2 separate regions of the Mus musculus genome follow, and region 2 is linked to region 1. The links are chromatin contacts, called in public promoter capture Hi-C maps. All regions are on one chromosome and are shown on one strand. Each heading gives the region's core, a stretch centred on a gene start, on an enhancer-like site or on the middle of the called end of the contact. The rest is flanking DNA. Distances are from core to core; before and after follow the strand shown.

Region 1 (6,945 bases), core at 2,332-4,831:
ATTTCATTTATGAAACAATTCCTGTAACAATATTTTATAGTAGAGGTTTGACTTTTTCTACCTTAGATCTATGTCATCCAATATGGTTGTTAACAGTCAAAACCATAAATCTGTTTATCATTAATTACATAGAGATGAAATTTGTATATACTTGATATAAAAAATTATTTCATCTACTTATTTTGATGTTTTAATGCCACTACTAGGAAACCCATCACTAAATATTTCTAGTGGACCAGGGTTGTCACAGAGTTTATCAAGTTGTAATCTACCTAAAGGCATCGACAAAAGGGAAAGAACAGCTGAAACCAAATCTAACTCCAATCTTCAAGTCATGAGCTCTGGGATGCTGTGCTTACTCAAGAGAAATCAATGTGCTGCTTCACTCAACAGTGCCATCCTCTCACCAAATTATGAAGCCCAGAGAAAATTCTGTGTCTGTGTGTTCAGAGGACATGTGTTTTTCTACCTTGCACAAAGGCCTCAGACAAGCTAGCAATAACCCTAAACGAGGTGACTGTCCCTTACAGCAGTTGTCACTTAGTAGCTGAATGAACTAATGAGTACCCAACTCTACTTTCCTTCTCCAAACACATCTCTTCCTATATAATAACATATAGCAGCTCTCAGCATTGCTCACCACAAACCAAAATCGTTCACCCAACTCTCATGTTTGTCTTTTGGTATCAAAACAGGAGAAAATCATTGCATACTTTTCTTTCATAACTTTATATTTTAAAATAAAAACTTGACTTAAAGTAGTGTAATATAAGAGAATCAGTACTGCCAACCAACCTGATTGCTTTTCTCTCTTTGCCTTAGAAGAACTCATTGTTGAAGATTTCACCATTTCAGAGGTACTGGAATCTTTGGTCCTTAGCTTTCCTTTGGGCAAAGCTTCTACACTAAGGTCAGTGGTACCCCTTTTCTTTTTTTTATTTTGTAGAAATTCTTCATTATCCTTCTTGGGACTTATTTCTGAATCTATCTTCTGAGGTTTCTGTGAGTTTTTCATTTTCTGAACTCTTTCAGAATTATTTAAGTCATGTTTATTTATAGAATCCTTTTGGTCAGTTTTCTTGGTTTCTTTTTTTTTCTCTTCAATCGGCTTTTCAATTGACTTTGCTTCTTTTTTGGTCTGTTTTTTTTTCTGCTTCGCTTTCTTCTGACTGAGTATTTTGCTTTCTTCATCAGAGAGATCAGAATCAGAGTCTGAAAGGTCATAGAAGCGCTTCAAGTCTTCTGTAGTGCTGTGACTGATAGGACGACCTCTTTTATCAACAGCATAGTTCAATTTAAACTTTTTATCATGGAACATGGCTCGAAACCTCTTGTCAATTTTGACTTTTCGTTCCTTTTCTGGCATTTCCCAAAATCTGGGATCCTTTGAAACCCGCCTGAACCGCTGGTCATCCATTATTTCTTGTTTGGATGACATTTTTAAAGTCTTAATGAAGAAATATCCAGAGAAACCAAATACTAAAAATAAATAAATAGATAAATATTACAATGATGAATGGTTAATAATTAAAATATTTTTTAAAACCACATTTGTTCATTGTGTATGTATGCATTCTCATTCTCACTCTCTCTCTAAATACACAACATTAAGACAACTTAAATTTAATTTCACCTACCCAAACTATTCTGGGTCAAACATAAAAAATAAAGGCATAGCAAAATATAATCCTTCCCTTACAGATCACTTGAAATAAACTTGTAAACCAAGGTTTTATAAACCTAGGGTTTTGAGGAGGGCAATGTTTAGTAGCTGACTGCCCTCAGAATTTTTATAGTTCTAGCTTGTACTTGCCATCAATTAAAAGATTATTCTTGGTGCATAGAGCCACACACGTAAAACCAAGATTCTGAAGGCAGAATCATGCTTATTATGAGGCCAGATCTTAGATAGTTTCATAGGGAATTGGTGGTCAGTCTGGGTTACCTAGTGAGATTGTTTCAAGAAACCAAAGACAGATGCTGGGGAGAAGGCTGAATCAGCGAAGCGCTTGTAATACAAATACAACATGGATTTGATACTCCAGAACACACACACATAAAACAAACAAACAAACAAACAAACAAACCCTGAATGCCTGTAATCCCAGAGACAAGAGGACTCACTCCCTAATCATCCAACTTAGCTTACTTGAGGAGCTTCAGGTTCCAATGAGAGGTTCTGCTTAAAAAAAAAAAAAAAAGTGGAGAGCAATTGAGGAAGACACTAGCCATCACCTCTGGCTCCATATACAAGCACCCTTCCAAACATATGAGCACACACGTGCATGGGTATGTGGGCTGATGTAATCATCTACAGATGCAACAGACACAGGAAGACAAAAACAAAAGATTCTGAAATCTCAGCTGGTCTAATTGGGTTTTCATAGTCTTGTTTCATTCTCTTTGTTAATGTTTACTTCATAATTGCATAAGCTTTTGGTTTTACAAAGCTGTCTCTTAACTAATGAGGGGCATTTAAAAAAAAATCAAATCAGATTTACCTTAGTGTTATTTCTATAAATCCTAGTTTCTATCAAGACCCAAATTAGTCTCAAACTACAGTTAACAATTGTCACGTTCTTCTTAATAAATTTTTCCATGTGTATGGGTGTTAAGTATTCATGTGTGTCTGCATATCACTTCTGTGCCTCCTGCCCATGGACGCCTGAAGAGGTCTTCTGAGCCCCTGGAACTGGTTTTACTGACTGGACAATAGTCAGCCATCAAGTGGATGCTGGAAATTTAACCTAGGTCCACTGAAGACCAGCAGCCAGTGCACTTAACCACTGAGCAATCTATCCAGTCCCAAATGTCGCTTTTTTATAACATTTTATTCTCAAAGTGACTAAGGCCTAGATAGGCTATAAACACACAAAAACGCTCACAGAAGTTTGTATGCCTAATGTTCCTTTGTAAAGCGTCCCTGGTGGTTGGATTTCTCCAGATTTCAACTTTGCAAAAAAGTCAGAAGTTTCTGTATGAATAAAAGCTGACTGACCAAACAAGACAGTATTTACGCCCCTCACTCCTGCGACAGACTGTACGCCATCACAACAGGCTAGCCTAGCCTTGAACTGCAATCACTTCTGTCTCTCGGCCTCAATACTGGAATTACAGTGTTGCTTTACTTCAGAACCCTTTACATTCTAATAGAGAGAGAGAGAGAGAGAGAGATACTACAACACCTGGAACAGCTGTACGACACAGCTACCACCTCAACCAACTGCAGTGCGTGTGAATGTTGGAAATGGAAGCCCACGGCGAACATGGGATGTTCAGAGGAGCGAAAGCAACTGGACAGCACTTGAAACGCTTCCCGGTCTCCCTCAAGTCCACCCACCCTCTGGCCTGGGAGCTCCAGGTCAGCTCGTCCCGAACCATCTTCCCACCTCACAAACTTTCGGGGCAAGTTACTCGGCTGCGTTCTCTGTCTCTCTCGAGAAGCAGCTCTGAAGAGAACAATGAGGCCAGAAAGGGACCGGACTATAGGGGCTACTCACAAATCCCAAGGAGAGCCCGACGGGCGACCGCACAGTTTCCCACCACTCTTCTCAGATCCCAGTCTGAGTTCACATGGAGCGCACTCCCACAATCCTCCGCGAGACGCTCCGTCTTAACGGCACGCGAGCTGGGCCAAACTACTTCAACCTTCCGCCTTGGAACTGCGCTAGTCGTAGTCCCGTTGGCGCATGCGCCTAATAGAAACCATGCCCTGCTGTGGCGCCCGGGCTGAAGATGCTGCGAAAGGTCGTTCTTTTGCGCCTCTGCCCACTGCTTGGCCGGCCAGCGGTCTCTGCATCGAGCGGCAGTCGCAGGGAGGTCGCTTCTGGTGTCCCTCCTTCGGGCAGCACCTCGCCCAGAGCCCTAAACATCTTCGACAGGGAATTGAAGAGGAAGCAGAAGAATTGGGCCGCCCGGCAGCCCGACCCCATGAAATTTGACTACCTGAAGGAGGAGGTGAGACTGTGGGGCTGCGACGGAGGGAGGCGTGGAGCCGGGTAGGGCGGACCCACCCACCCGACTGTGTGACCTTGAGAAGCTTCACTCTCTAGAGCCTTTCTGATTTTCCGGGAAGCACGAGAGGCTCCGATAGCATGCGGGGCAATCATTCATTCGCTTTGCAAACACTGCTTGAGTTCCAGGGAAAAGCAAGATCATTTAGGAGTGAGTAGGAGACACATAGACAGGGAATGTAATTGCAGCAAAAGGAAGGTGAAGAAAAAGTGAGATAGCGGTATTGGTGACTGCGGTGGTCAAGAATGGCTGTTATGGCGAAAAGTGAGAGATTAGTTGAGCCGAGATGAGAGATGGGACGAGTCTCCTAGGAAAAGGAAAAGTGCAAAACTCCTAAGGCCAAAAGGACGTGTAGAGGCCTTCAATAAGTCCTTCCATTCTGTTCAAGAAAAGCTTGTAAGAGACTGAGTACAAGGTGTGGATAGTTGACTGCATCCCGGATGACGCCAGTCCGGGGAAGGGTGGTACTTACCATACGATTTCTTTTATGTTGTGTTTAGGAGATGGTCGTCTATACTTTTCCAGACTTGGTGTTTACTAATTTGCAAGCATTGGCTGTCTTAATTTATTATGTAATATATACCAGCCTGACCTCGAATTCATAGAAATCCACCTGCCTCAGCCTCCCGATGTTGATGTTGGGTTTGAGTTTCCGAGACAAGGGTCTTTTTAATATATCCTGGTTTGGAACTCATAGTCACCGTGTATTCCAGACTGGCCTCAGACTTGTGGTAATCCTGCTTACTCCTGAATCGAAGGACTATAGACATAAACTGCCACACCAAGGAGATCGTTAATTTTGATTTCATTAAATTTGCTTCTAAAGTAATTTGCTTCCGTTTGTTTTCAGGGTATTTTATTATTTCCATAATAAAAAAATAAAGTATTTGTAAAGGAAGTTGCTGTGGGACAATAGCAAATGGGATAGAAGGAAACACTTCTGTTTTGAAACATATGTTGAATCTTAGGAAAAAAAGTTACTTTTCTGTTAAGCCTGCTTGGTGTATTTAACCCATTGACTCTTGAAATTTTCCAGGTTGGAAGTCGGATTGCAGACCGTGTTTATGACATAGCCAGGTAGGAGATGCTATTTCAGTGAGATGCAGTCTCTCCTTCTCCCTGCTCCTTTCTCCCATGCTCCCCTCTCCCAGTCTGTCTCTCTGTCTTTTTCCCAAAACAGACAACTTGCTCTAACTCCTAAGCTATACCTTGAACTAGGCTTGGACAGCCCACCTTTCTTAGGTTCTTAAGTATCTGAGACTATAGACCTGCTTCTCCAGTCCTGGTTAAGAACAAAATCTGATGTTGAATGAAGACTGGAAATTAAGTGATGTGAGTTTGCTACGTGGAGTAGTTGAGTATGAGAAATGTATTGGCAGGATTAGAGATTTAACTCACTGTAAACATCTTTCTTTTTAGATTTTTGAGATAGGGTCTCACTATGTAGCCCAGGAGGCACTCCTCCTGCCTCTGCCTCTAAATGTTGAGATTATAAGCATACACAGCCACTCCTGCTTATTCTTTTTCTTGTCCGGGAAAGCAAATGCTGTTTTCTTTTCTTTTTTTTTTTATTAGGTATTTAAATGCTGTTTTCTTCATTGGTAACTTTTATTTTTCTTTTTTTAAATTATGAATGTAAAACTTGTAGCTTTCTTCAAGCCTGAATGACTGATCTACTTCATGTAGCCCAAATTTAGATAGATTGCTCAAAATATGGAATTAAAAATTTAACTACATGTGAAATTTTAAGATTTATTAAACTTAAGTTTAGGTTTTATTGAAATGAACAATAGAATCTTCTGCAGTTTGAGTGAAGGAAAAAAAAGTCTATCTAGATTTGTTTTCCAGTTAGTATAGGTGAGACCTGTTGGAGAACCCTGCTAGTAAGGTTTGCAGCCCACCATGTCTGGATAGCTTTCTAAGCTCAGTGCAAAGTGGAAGACTCCCTTTCTCAGAGGGGCTTCCATTTCTCTATCTAGCCTTGTTTGTTAGTGTCTGAATACAGATGTCTGACCTTATTTGGAGGATAACCCTGCAAAGAGCTTGCTGCAATCTCTGTATGATTCAGCATAAGGCTCACTCTTGCCCCCTTCCCATATGATAATGAGGTACTGTGTTATGACCAGTGGACTCTTTCCACCCCTAAACCTAAGAGCCCTTATATACCCTACCCCTGGATCACTAAAGTAGAGCTGTCTCACTGAAGCTTTCTCTCGGGAGCTCTCTGCTTCTGCTCCCCCATCCCTATCCCCCCTCCCCCCACCCCCGCTGCCCAGCAAGAGGAAAAGGAGATCCACAAGACATTGCTCATTTTATCTTAAGCATTGGTAATAGTAATACAGATTCTACAGGGAATGACTTGAGAAGGAACATCTTCAATGAAGTAATATAAAAGTCTTGATGGATCTATTGCCCTTGTTTTAGGCACAATGAAAGCTTTATTGATTCAGGCTTGTCACCATGTAATGGAACTACTGCCAAATATTACTGCTTTATATTAGAATTACTCTCTGGTATTAGCAAATCACTCCTTTTTGTTGACTTTTGTTAAGTGACATTTGTTGAATTATATACTACATGGGATAGATTTATCACATTTTTCTTTAAAAGTAGGGAGGATTTCATTAAATCACAAATTTTTCAGCTATATTTTAAGTACATCTTTTCAATTTAAAAGGAGTTATAATTTTATAGGTAAAAATTTTTCCTTAGTTAGGCCCCAGTGTTTCATTTTGTCACTAATTCTTTTTTGTTTGTTTGTTTGTTTGTTTGTTTGTTTTTTGTTTGTTTTTCGAGACAGGGTTTCTCCGTATAGCCCTGCTGGCTGTCCTGGAACTCACTCTGCAGACCAGGCTGGCCTCGAACTCAGAAATCCGAGTGCCTCTGCCTCCCAAGCGCTGGGATTAAAGGTGTGCGCCACCACGCCCGGCT
Region 2 (6,945 bases), core at 1,974-4,473, 390 kb before region 1:
AGGGTGTGTGTGTGTATGTGTGTGTGTGTGTATGTGTGTGTGTGTGTGTGTATGTGTGTGTATATACCTCTGTATGTGTATCTGTGTGTGTGTCTGTGTGTATCTCTGTGTGTGTCTGTGTGTGTGTGTATGTGTCTGTGTGTGTGTCCGTGTGTGTGCCTCTGTGTGTGTGTGTGTTGGGGTATGTGCACATGAGTACATGTGCCTGTAGAGGCTAGGAGAGGGCAGTGGATCCTCAAGAGTTAGGTTACAGGTAGTGTGAGCCAACCACCTAAGTGCTAAAAACTGAGCCCTGGTCCTCTGTGACAGCAGTACACTCTCTTAACTGCAGAGCCATATCTCCAGTCCTGCTTCTGTTTGTTTAAGTTTGTTTCACTATCCTTTTTCTTTCTAATTAATTTTAGGCTGACCCTTAAATGAAGTAAAGACCTCTCTTAGTACAGGCATGTGTTGGTTAACTCTTCAGTATAATGAAACTGGAAAAGGTTTCAATGTTTGGGTGCTATTACGATCACATGTGGTCTGATACTTAAATAATCATCAACATGACTTCTTTCCTTGGTCCACAGCCATACTAGGGTATATACTATCCCTGTCCTTAGAAATCACAATACATTTATTCTCTCACAGACAAGTCTGACATGGATGTGTAGCATTATAGTAAAGACTATTAACTTTAAACTCTACTAACAGGTAATGTTTTTCTCATGGGTGAAATGCTATTGAAGTTACTGAAAGGGAAAGCCTTTTTTCCCTCTCTCTCTCTCTCTCTCTCTCTCTCTCTCTCTCTCATGTTCTCATTCAATACATGTCACGATAAATTTTTAAATCGACATTAATATTATTTTACGTCTAGAAAAATTAAATTACAAGTTTAACTTGTTAGCTTGGATTTTATCATTGATCTTATACTGTATAATTCCAGTTTTAAATGAAACCTTAAGGGTATTTAACTTGTGACATTACTATAATTATATAGTTTGTATTTTATTCATCTGGATGTATTGTTTCATTCTTGCTGAGACTATGGAAATAGCACACAAACTGGACTATTTTACTTCTTCATACATTCACATTCTACCAACACTCTATATTATAGCTTAATGGTGAGTAATGAAGTCTGAAAAGGAAAAGACCTCTGGATTGCTCTGTCTTCCCCTCTGTGCCATGTTCAGCCTGTCTGCTGGTTGACTCCTGTGGGACATGACAAGCTTTCTTAATTGTTCAATATCAATTCTTCTTACATTCACAGAAGGATCTGGTTTGGATATAGAAGGGAATGCTTTGAAAGATGTTAGTGTTCTAGCTTGCTTTGTATGCTGTAGACGTAATGTGAGTTGAGTCTTGGTGAGCACCCATGCATTGGAAATTCACCAGAACTTTGTGTATGTGGGCCAGTATGAACACTGCAAACGTGCCTCACAGAACAGCAAATTCCGTATACTGCATGCATATCTCCTGTTTGTGTTCATGCTCCATTGACCCATCAGTCTCTACTTAACACAGCTACTTAGAAATTAAAAGATAAAATGATGAGTAATGCCAAGAGAGTGGAGAAGAGCATTCAAGGAAGCATAGTGGCCTCCTGAGCCTCACCCTGTGCTATGAAACCAGAGTAGTGCGCATGCCCAGAGCACGGCGTGTGCGTGTGTGTGTGTGTGTGTGTGTGTGTGTGTGTGTGCGCGCACACACACACAGAAACCAAGCAGGTGATTCTCTGTTCTCCATTTATGTGTCATTCTATCCACACTGGACTCTGTGGGAAATCTGAAGAATGCACTGTAACATTTTGAGATCATTAACTGTTTGACAGGGGAGTAGAGAGAGATTTAAAGCAAATGTGTCAGAAGTCACACCTGATTAAAGAGCAATCTGGAGCAAAGAAAAAAGTGACTTGAAACTTGCAACATGAGTCCATCGCTAGATAGGATTTGAGCCCAGGTATCTGGGGAGTGGGTCAGTTATGTCAAGGAACACGACTCCCAGACACACATCAGTAGAGACATTTTCCACCTCCCACAACCTGTCGCCACCCTTTCTTTTTAAGAGATGGAGCTGATAGCTCACGATTAAGCTATGATGCTCAAACTTAAAACAACTTGGTGGCATACCAATGATGTGGTCCATGAAAAAAACACCTCATTGTCCTGTCAACATGTGTGTTTAAGGTAAATTGCATATGATAAAAATTCTATTTCACTTTTAAAAACACATCGATCACTTAACCTCGAACCAAATGCACAGCTTCCTACAAAATTTTTCCTGGGGACTAAGGCTCGTCAGGTTGCCTATCAGTTACACTTTCAGTCAGATTCCGTGATCAGTATTTATGCAGGAGCACTTACAAGCAAGGTGCTATTCCAGGTGTAATGACACTTACTTCTTGATGTGCAGGATCCGACTACCAATCTGTAAATGCAAAATTCCTACTGAAATGTAAGTAAGGTTTACTCTAAATTTCTGTGGAAATGCAAGGTAAGAAGAAAACATACAAGGTAAGAATTCAAATGGGTCTTCAAGCATTGAAAATGGTTTCGGATGATAAATTCACAGATCTGAAGGAGAAACTCACAGGTATGAAATAGCAGAGATGCTCTGTTGGAACCAAGGATCCCACCCACTAACAAAGGAATGGGAGAGAACACAGAACTTCAGTGTTCAAACACTGGGGAGATATACCAAGCTTGACCAAAGGGTGTGAGGGGTTTGTGGCACATCCATGGAGCAATGTTTTTTAAGACTATGTCTCCTAGAAACCCCAGTACTGTCATGTGTTTTGCAGCAGCTTTCTCATTTGGTCTACCACTTATCTCTTGACAGTTTCTGGAGTTAAGCCACATCCAAACGTCTACCAAAATTCTGTTCTTTGTCTATTTAAGCTATGGGAATTAAATAACTAGGATTCTTAGAACTGTATTTGGACCACAATTTGGCAATGAGAAAGAGTAAAAGATGGAATTTCTCTAGAACTTTCCTGTTTCACTGACTACAAAGCAAGACTTCATCTAACAGTAAAGTGAACAGGTCTGCATTCCATCATAGATTAGCATCTACATGTCTTCAGGTTGCAAATATAATGTCCATGACTATCATTTCATCCTACCCCAAACCCATTTAAGATGACAGCAAGTCTTTTAAAACAAACTAAGAAACACTGTCTAAGAGAGTGAGCTATCATTTGCCATAAATACATTCAACACATTTTTGGAAAGTGAGAAATGAGAGAAAGAATGCTAATTATCTTGGCAGAACACAGAAAAGGGAAAGCCAAGTGTTTTCAGACAAGTAGAAACATAGATGCTTCTCCCAGAGGAAGAGCTGAGTTGCTCAGTTGTGTAGAAGTGATGACAATTTCAGAAGAAAAGCAGATAAGGCCCGCCGTGGAAAGGGTTTTGTTCAGAGTCCACCCTTAGTAGTTAAAGCCATAAAGTCTCTTCTGTTAATGGTGAGCATCATGGAGTTAGTTCATGTTTATGGAACAGGAACAGAGAAAAGCAGAGATAAAGCAAAGGAAAGCTCCCATATTAGAAAGCCATAACATTCTCAAAGCCCTGCTTTAACTTCCTCCCAGAACTTACATACATACATGCACAGGCACTCACATATACTTTCTGGCAAGAGACTGCACTTCCTTCCAAAATGGTCCAGAAAAGACTTAGAGATAATGAGACATGAGAGGTCTTGCATGCATCATTGATTGGCATATTATTCTCTGAGTGGTGAAGCTTATCAAAGTTCTGATCCATGATCTTAAAGCACTCAAACCTAGAAAGTACCAGATACTACAAAGAATTTTAACATGGTTGAATAAAATTAAAGAGAAAAAAAACAGTGCTAAGGAATGAATTAATTAAAAAACACCCAGGAATTAAAACCAGATTATATAAGACAGAGCAGGAATCCAAAAGCAACCAAGAAAATTCCTGATATCTCTTAAGCTGTATATAGCCACAGTGATGAGAGAGAATTATATTTTTATAATTTTGTTTAATATATATGTTTACCATTTATATAAATATATATGATATATATGTGTGTATGTATATGCATATGTATATGTATATATTTCCTGGATGTGAGTTGCTATGTGTGTACTGGAAACTAAACCTGAATTCTCTGCAAGAGCAGCAAGCACTCTTAATTGCTGAGCCATCTCTTCAGCCAAGAAAGGATTCGTTTTTAACTCTCATAATCAGAAGACTTCACACTTGGTTTACCACTATGATTATCAGCATTTTGAAATTCTTGACCATAGTCTTTGACTCAGTGTTTTGTAAGTCAATAGAGCAGTGGCACATGTACCGGGCAGTTCCTTTGTGTGGGTTCTAAACTGTCTAGATGGAGCCAGTACTCCCCTGGTCCCAGATCCACTGACCATGTGGGATGACTTGGTTGAGAAAGTACCATTATCACTTGTAAGTGCCTAGGAAGGGTTACACTCACCCTCAAGGGTGTTATCTCTAAAGTAGGGCACTTGACTGGCATATAGGAGACCTTGAGTTTGACCCTAGAAGCACAAACAAGCAACAAAATACTATGAAATGACAAGGTATAACAAAAGAAAGTTTTATTATATCTTTGTCTTTATATACCTGCTTTTTTGAAAATAATTACAAGAGACCATATTTTCATTTGTGTAGACTGCATAGCAAGCCTTAATTTCAATTTAGAGAAGTGAGAATTATTTTCTGGTTCACAAATATTCAACTGTGACTAGCAAAAGGGTTTTTGTTTTGTTTTGTTTTTTTTTAATGCAAGAACTCTACATAAGCTCTCACATAACCTTCCATTCAAAATTCCATCAGGATGGCTCAGATTTGAGCCTGGGATCCCACAACTATAAGTCCAGGATCCATCCAGTGCCTCATGTCTAAGCCACATCTTGATCTTGGATGAGAGAGCACTGGATTCACATCTAGCCAAATTAGACAATTTCTGACCTCAGGAAAAGACAATTTCATGTAGACCTATACCTTCCTCAAAGCAGCCATGTTATATTTGGAGGCTTAGTGAAGTTTGGGCCAGATGAATAGAGGCCCCTATATTTAAGTTCAGGTTAGAGCTGATTCTGGGAAGGGGTATGCTTTTATTCTGTGGAGATGTGTACAACAAACAGCCTCTGTGGAAGGGCACAGAGCAGACAGAAGCCAAAGGATGGGGTCAGGGAGGACTCAGAGGAAGCCCTTTCTGATGCAGGAGTCTGAACTTTATTTTCTTTCTTTTTTTTTTTTTAAAGGATTTATTTATTATATGTAAGTACACTGTAGCTGTCTTCAGACACTCCAGAAGAGGGCATCAGATCTTGTTACAGATGGTTGTGAGCCACCATGTGGTTGCTGGGATTTGAACTCCAGACCTTCGGAAGAGCAGTCGAGTGCTCTTACCCATTGAGCCATCTCACCAGCTCCATGAACTTTATTTTCTAAGACACCAAGGTCACTGCCAAGGTCACTGCCAGCTGTGAAAGTAGCCAAGTCTAGACCTTGATTTTTTTGAAGTGGCTTCTACTTGTTTCATGCAAGTCCACATCCCCCAAGCCATTTTCTTTCTTTCTTTCTTTCTTTCTTTCTTTCTTTCTTTCTTTCTTTCTTTCTTTCTTTCTTTCTTTCTTTCTTTCTTTCTTTCTTCCTTCCTTCCTTCCTTCCTTTCTTCCTTTCCTTCTCTCTCTCTCTCTCTCTCTCTCTCTCTCTCTCTCTCTCTCTCTCTTTCTTTCTTTCTTCCTCCATCTTCCTCAGGCTGCCATTTGCAGAACCATAGACCTCACTGGATTTGGTGACCTGAGAGGTGCCCTTACATGGGAATTTGTATCATAAATTCCCACTAAGAGGCCCCTGATTCACATCTTCCTCACCAATTTATGCTGTCCTGCCTTTCAGACAGAAACTGGTGTGCTCACATGTGGCAGGGCCTGGCGGCGCTTCAGACAGGTTCTATGAACTTGGTCGCCAGGTGGTAACCATATTATTGCATGCTTCTTGGTAACTTCTGTGCAACACAATTACCTTTGACAGTTCTTGAGTGGGACAGCAATTTTTAGCAAATGTTTTCAGTAACCAAAGGCCAGGAGGGAAGGAAACGTGAGCGTTTCAGTTAAGCTTTGAGCATGGCTCTGACAGGTCTTCAGCACCTCCGTCGTGTTATAAATAGGAATTCCACGGAAATTTAGTTCACATGGAATGCGCAGAAGGGAGTGTGGCAAGGCCGATGCTTTCCATTGTATTTGGGAAAGAATGTGTCCCGACACAGGATAACAAGGCCTACCGTGACAAAGTTCCTACCAGCCCGCCAAGTACCATAGGCTGCAAGGATTTTCTTTCAGGGAGGTTTCATACTAAAGACATTTTTTTTTTCTTTCCTTCATACCAATTCTGCATTGCAAAGAGTGTGACATTCACTTCTGTGGTTTTCTTGGATTCATAATGCCCTCAGCATTCCTCAGAGTTATCCAAAGAGCATTCATCTCACTATTCAAGTATTGGTTTCCAGCCCCAGAAAAAAAAAAAAAAGCATAAGTATTACAGGTAGGCTGTTTGAAGTTTAACTGTACAAAATGAGAGTCTGAAAGTCAATTGCTGCCTGTACTCTGGCACCATGAGGGCATATACTATACATGCATATGGACACACATGTACATATATACATTCACAAGACAAATAAATGAAGCTTCTTCTAAAAAGAAAGGCTAAAACAAAGTATTAAGGTCTCTAGTCACACAGCATGGGGAATAAACTGAGCAATTCAGCCACCAAGTCACAGGTATGAAAGAGAATGGTCATACACAATTGATACACTGGTAATTCACAGGGCTAGTGGGGTAGAATATAAGGCCACATGGCCATAGCTACACCCATAGAACATACTATGACTCACTTGCCCTTGGCCTGCTACCCAGCAACATTTCCCTTTGACACACCCAAAGAGGAGCCGGGTCTCCATTCTCATTTC

Evidence for each region. Promoter capture Hi-C pulls out the DNA fragments that hold promoters and counts their contacts.
Region 2: a promoter capture Hi-C map of the HPC-7 cell line shows a contact between it and region 1, with 4 times the contacts expected there. The contact joins the enhancer-like site here to the promoter of Esf1 in region 1. A contact is called at or near these places in 10 of 39 promoter capture datasets (the 3T3-L1 cell line, 3T3-L1-derived adipocytes, the C10 cell line and 6 more), 1 of 15 datasets of contacts at CTCF or cohesin (pro-B cells), 47 of 484 Hi-C or Micro-C datasets (the Ba/F3 cell line, the C2C12 cell line, CD4 T cells and 30 more), 2 of 115 datasets of contacts at active chromatin or transcription factors (astrocytes and epiblast stem cells) and 2 of 9 other capture datasets (adipose tissue and liver).

What each region holds. Positions count from the first base shown.
Region 1 is chr2:140,166,977-140,173,921 of GRCm38.p6, forward strand. Esf1 (ESF1 nucleolar pre-rRNA processing protein homolog) reads right to left here and starts at 3,582. Exons shown (of 14, transcript NM_001081090.1): 1 at 3,501-3,582; 2 at 796-1,479. The coding sequence starts at 1,438. It overlaps Ndufaf5 (NADH:ubiquinone oxidoreductase complex assembly factor 5), which reads left to right and starts at 3,670. Exons shown (of 11, transcript NM_027093.4): 1 at 3,670-3,957; 2 at 5,051-5,091. The coding sequence starts at 3,736.
Region 2 is chr2:139,781,863-139,788,807 of GRCm38.p6, forward strand. No RefSeq gene overlaps it. Among named protein-coding and RNA genes, the nearest start is that of Ism1, 110 kb to the left of the region's middle. Within about 2 kb of position 3,224, at least 11 of the 459 cell types and tissues checked have an H3K27ac peak or open chromatin away from gene starts, as enhancers often do.